Regions from separate parts of the Sus scrofa genome. Here region 1 is linked to region 2. The links are chromatin contacts, called in public HiChIP or PLAC-seq maps. All regions are on one chromosome and are shown on one strand. Each heading gives the region's core, a stretch centred on a gene start, on an enhancer-like site or on the middle of the called end of the contact. The rest is flanking DNA. Distances are from core to core; before and after follow the strand shown. Region 1 has its middle 150 kb from the start of ZNF217. Region 2 overlaps ZNF217 (zinc finger protein 217).

Region 1 (2,700 bases), core at 191-2,690, 150 kb before region 2:
TATAATTACAGTATAACAGGAAATCCATTCAATTCTGTAATGATTTATAAATTCACTCATTTTTTGGTATTAGTGCTTTGCCAGTTCCCTTAATGAAAAAGAAGTGCTCTGGAGTTCCCGATGTGGCTCAGAGGTAACGAACCCAACCAGTAAACCGTGAGGACGTGGGTTTGATCCCTGGCCTTGATCAGTGGGTTAAGGATCTGGCTTGGCTGTGGCTGGCGGCTGTAGCTCTGATTAGACCCCTAGCCTGGGAGCTTCCATATGCCGCAGGTGTGGCCCTAAAAAGATAAAAAAAGAAAATAAGTGCCCTGAGAGCAGGGACTCTCCTGCATAGTCCTGGGCACGCGGTAGGCACCTCATAACTCTTTGCTGAACGAATGCCTACATGAAAAGGCACGTTTCCTTGAATCAGCAAGCAACGGAGCAACGCGAACAGAAAGGTTTTCATAAGATCTGAATGGAAAATCCTGAAAGATTCTATTTGCATGGGTTATCTTGAAAGGTCGGGGGAAGTTGGCCGCCTCGCCAAGTCTGAGTGTCAAGGAGCAGCGGCTGGTGGCGATGGCGTGGGCAGTGGCTGCCGTGGCCACCAGTCCGGTCCTCGCCCGGCCGATGCACTCGCTGAGAATTCCTCGGGAGGCCGGCCTCCTTGCCTCCCCCTGGGAGAATCAGAATGTAATAACCCAAGTCCTTTCATTTCGAGCCTGGGTTTATTTGGGTTGGAAGAGAACTTTGAAAACAAACTTAAAATGTGAAATGTAAGACTTCAAGGGGAAACTAAAAATAGCTGAGTGGGATTATTCTTTCCCTGTATTTGCCATTAGCAGCGTTTATACTGGTCAACCTTCGGAGGGAAGGAGGAGGAAACAGGCTTCTCTTCAAAGGAGCGCAGGAGGATTTGCGGTGGCAGATGGCTCCAGATCCTCCACTCTGGCAAACAGCATCTCTAATAACATCTGTGCAGGAAGAATGTTCTCGTCTTCTTACCACGGACCGGGCGGACAGCAGTTTCGAGATGTTTATTTAGTTGTACCTTTTTCACATTTCTCCCACATTTTGCCTGATGAAATATTTCAAGTCTCATTTCAAAGCTCTCACCTGGGCAAAGGGAGGACCTCGGCTGCTGGGTACAGAGCTACTGGCTCTAACCATGGCACAATGATCCCCTCCCACGTCCCGGCTCCCCCGACGTGACGCCCTTGATGTCATGTTCATGATCTTCTTTCTCTCTGACATCAAGTCCATGAGCTCCCTTCTTAAAAAAAAAAAACAGCACTCACATTTTATCAAGGAAGAAATGGGCTCAGCGCCTTGGCCAAGTTTACGCAGCAAGTGGCAGAGCCACGGTTCAGCGTCTGGTGTGTTGGACTCCACATCCTGCATTCTTCAGCGCCGCAGTATATGAGCCTCTGGCGCAATGGAAGTAGTCACAGAAGGGGAACTTTGAACAAACTTCCCTACTCAGCCATCGCATATATATTGAGCGGCCGCCACGTACCAGGCACTGTGTGAGCAGGGAGCTGGATCTAGCAAAGCCCTGGCTCTCGGGGCCTTCCACACTGGTTAAGGAGACAGTCAAGAAGCAAGAGACAGGATGTGCTCTATGAAAAAGAATAAAACGGAGCGAGGAGATGGCGGGGCCGGGCAGGGCCCTGAGCTATAGTTCAGATGGGGTGGTTGGAGAAGCCTTTGTGATGAGGTGATGATTGAGTAGAGACGGAATAAAGGGATGGATGAAACTGAATGACTCTTTGGGAGGAAAGCATTCCAGGCAGAGGGAACAGCACAAGCATGAGGGCCCTGAGGCGGGAGTGTTCTTGCCCTGGTGGAAGAATAGCAGCAAACTGGGAGGAAGTGGGAGAAAATGAAGTCGGAGAGTTATTTCTATCACTCAGAGGTTTATTCACACACACACAAAACATTGATCCATTTATTGGTCTCATCATACAGGAGAATCCATTAGAATGCCCTGGGAGGAAAGGAGCAGAAAATCCAACTCCAGGAGTTCCCTGGTGGCTCAGTGGGTTAAGGATCTGATATTGTCACTGCAGCAGCTTGGGTCACCACAGAGGCACGAGTTTGATCCCCAGCCTGGCACAGTGTGTTAAGGATCCTGCATTGCCACAGCTATGGTATAGGTCGCAGCTATGGCTTGGATTCGATTCCTGGCCCAGGAACTTCCATATGCTGCAGAGGCAGAAAAAAAAAATTTAAAGTAGCTAAACCATAAGGAAAGTTATCATCTCACATTTAAAAAAAAAAAAAAAAAAAAAAAAGGAGTCTGGAAGAACAGTAGCTTCGGCTAACTTAGCAGCTCTATAGCCTCTTAAATAGCATGGATTTTCCTCCTCTCTTCATCATGCCAAGCCCAGCATGTTGGCCTTGAGGTACCTCCCCTCATGTTTGCATTTCACTCCAGCCTTCACATCTTCACAAAACATCTAGAGGCAGAAAAAAAGCTCTTCAGTTCCTCAAGTCTCTCTTTAGGAAGAAGGAACTTCTTCCCCTAGACCCCTTGGCATCCTTTGTCCAAAATGATGTCGCCTTTGGCTCATTGTCCAAAATGATGTCGCCTATCAATACATAACTTAACCATTAGTAAGAGGAAAAAGGTCACCCGGAATAGCTTAAGCTAATCAGAGCCCACCTCCTGGGGCTGCTTCAGATATTCTCAGCAGGATATGGCCACCCTGAGAA
Region 2 (2,816 bases), core at 77-2,576:
AATATTTCATACCCAGCCATATAAGATAACCCGTTCAGTTGAAGCAGAGATGTGTAGCCTCGAATGGTAACGGTTTGAGTGCCGCCTGACACAAAGAACAGGATTTCCAAGTTGCAGCTGTTGTCAGCAGGATGCTGTTTACTCTGTTTTGTTGGTGCTTTTCACTAAGCATTGTGTCATGGGTAGCGGTTGCTAATTTCCAGGTCTGTAGGTATGACAATTCATGGTGACTTTACTCACAAATGAAAATGTTTTTAAAAAAATAGAAGTGGACTAAAGGCCATCAGACTTAGATTTCATGTAGTTATTGCAGTGTGGTTCCCATTCTTTTCCAAGCTTATGTTGTGGTAAATTGAAAAGTATCTACTTAAGTGATCACAATGTAAATTAAACCCTAGTTCTTCTCTTCAAATATAAGGTTCTGCAGAATAACTTCTTGCTTTGGGTACCTTAGGTGTCTATGGCTGATGGTTAAGTGCTGTCATTAACCTGAGTAAAGGTTAAGAACATTTTTTTTAGACCTTGAAAAACACTCTGGCTGAGTCCCTTTTAACGAGCTCAGTGTGTTCCGAATGCTCACTTTTCTGCAAGCTAAAAGCAGTTGAGACGGGAGGTGTTGGCTTATATCGCCCTTGCCCCCCACCCCCAGTTCTTTGTCAGGACAATCTACTTTATCAGCTCTGCCATCGCCGAGCTGCTGGCGACTGTGTGCCCCCACGCTGCTGCACACACAGAACGCGAAGGTTCTGGGAAGCCTGTGTGCACACACACTCTTCTCGACTGGCATGGTGGTTGGTCGTTAACAGTCGTAATAGGTTAGCATGTCTGTTTGGGGTTAGTTCTGTTATTATTAAAGTCTTTATTATTACAGGCACTCTAAAGATTTTTGATTTTTGTTTAGCAGATTGGTTTTAAGTAATGTGGTTATTGATTTATAGTTTAAGGAAGTGTTTTGCCTGAGTCAAGAGTTGAGGGCATTTGCTCGGAGAGATTTCCCTGGCATGCCTGCATTTTTGTTGTGGGCCTGTAAGGAGAGTGGTTATAAATCCAAATGATACAGTTTTGCTTGTGCTAGTCAACTTTATGGTATGATTGTATATGATTCATTTTTTATTATACTCTTAACATTGCAGAAGACGGTAATTAGATGACAGCCACAGAGAGCCATGGAGAAGTCTTGATGAGCATTCGCATTAATTTAATATCAAGTTATGTTGGTGACTGTGGCCAGAGATTCACACACTCACTACACTGTATTGATTATGTGGTGTCTCTTTATTCACCAGCTGTTTCTTGAGGGCCTAACTGACCCTGTGCCAGAAACCCCTTGTAGACACTGGGGGGCAGCAGTGAGCCAGGCCCACAGGGTTTCTGCCCCAGGGATCTGCCTTTAAAGGAATGGCTCATGATTTTTCTAAGATTCGGGAGAATAGTGAAGCTGTCGTGACCCAGGTAGTCTAGTGCTAGGGCAGTTGGGCACAGGTCATGACTACGAGAATCTGTCCCAGAAGCTTCCCTGGAGGAAGCAGTCCTTCAGTTCTGCCTGGGAGGGTCTTCGTCCCCATCTGACGGCGCCGCAAGACTCCCTAGCCTAGGACATCCTTCCTGCATCTTCAGGCCTCCATCCTGTTCACCTTCCTGGGCAGCACTGAAGCTCTTTCTCCTAGGATTTCCCCACTGTGTCTTGTGTTGGGAGCTGATGACGACTGCCTTAGCCCACATGGTTGAGCGTTTCAGAGATAAAAGTTGAAACCAAACCGTCCCTCTCACACCGGAATTTCTAGTATATGCTGTTACCTCACAGGGAAAATAAGAGGGATGTACCCAAATCATGTTTCTAATCCAGAGACTGAGTTTAGGATTGGTCTTTTGGGGAAAGATTATTTATAGAAAAGTGGAGTTCCCCCATACTTAAAGATGTCACAGCCTAGGCAAATTTCTAAAATAATAATAATAATAAATAGTTCCCTGGTGGCCTAGGGATTAAGGATCTGGTATTTGTGGCACGGGTTTGATCCCTGGCTCAGGGAACTTGGGCATGCCGCAGGTGCAGCCAAAAAAAGGAAAAGTAACAATCACGTTGAAGTCTGATGGGGGACTTTGATTTTGCCAAATTAGGACATTAAAAAAAAAACAACCACCAAAACTCTGCTCTTGCCAGCCACACTTCCCTTTTATAAGAAAGGTATGTTGGCACAAAAAGTAGAAAGGACCTCAAATAAAGGACAGTCTTCATTCAAAATTGAAATTAATTCCTGTAGATTGATGTACTTTGTGTAGAGCTCCTTAAGTTGTTTTTCTCTTTCTCTTTCAGCTGTTGGCCAGTGAAGACAGTGTTGTCAGGGTTTGAGAACTGCTTTTCTGGAGTATGTGTTGTTAAAATGTTACCCAGGACACTGGCACTCAGTAAATATTTGTTGAATGAGTAAACGACTACACAGAAACCTGAATTATCAGCCACATATCCAAATATCATTTAATGTCTTGATGAACATAATCTTGAAATACTCTTTTGAGTATGTGTGTCCATAAATGTAGATTCAACACTGGCACTCTGCAGGTCACCGTATAATTGAACCATCTGCGTTAAGCAGACGGAGAAAGAGGGGGAGGTGGTCGTGACAGCTTTAAGGTTGTGACTTAGGACTAGAACTCGGGTCTCTGGAGTGTTCTATCATATCCTGCCCAGCCAGCCGGTAGCCGGCCCATGTGTTTATCCATTGTGATTGCAACAAAAGACTAAGAAATCAAGATAAAACACTTCTGTCCATTCTTTCTTTACCCTAAGCTTTGATCAGCAGTCTTATTTAGAAAAG

The links. HiChIP or PLAC-seq counts read pairs in DNA pulled down with a chosen protein or histone mark.
Region 1: an H3K27ac HiChIP or PLAC-seq map of alveolar macrophages shows a contact between it and region 2. The contact joins two enhancer-like sites. A contact is called at or near these places in 2 of 47 Hi-C or Micro-C datasets (alveolar macrophages and embryonic fibroblasts) and 1 of 2 datasets of contacts at active chromatin or transcription factors (alveolar macrophages).

Annotation. Positions count from the first base shown.
Region 1 is chr17:54,775,666-54,778,365 of Sscrofa11.1, reverse strand. No RefSeq gene overlaps it. Among named protein-coding and RNA genes, the nearest start is that of ZNF217, 150 kb to the right of the region's middle. Within about 2 kb of position 1,440, at least 1 of the 83 cell types and tissues checked has an H3K27ac peak or open chromatin away from gene starts, as enhancers often do. A contact at or near this core is called in alveolar macrophages, where this site is marked.
Region 2 is chr17:54,621,976-54,624,791 of Sscrofa11.1, reverse strand. The region is part of intron 1 of ZNF217 (zinc finger protein 217); the gene reads left to right. Among named protein-coding and RNA genes, the nearest start is that of ZNF217, 8.4 kb to the left of the region's middle. Within about 2 kb of position 1,326, at least 23 of the 83 cell types and tissues checked have an H3K27ac peak or open chromatin away from gene starts, as enhancers often do. A contact at or near this core is called in alveolar macrophages, where this site is marked.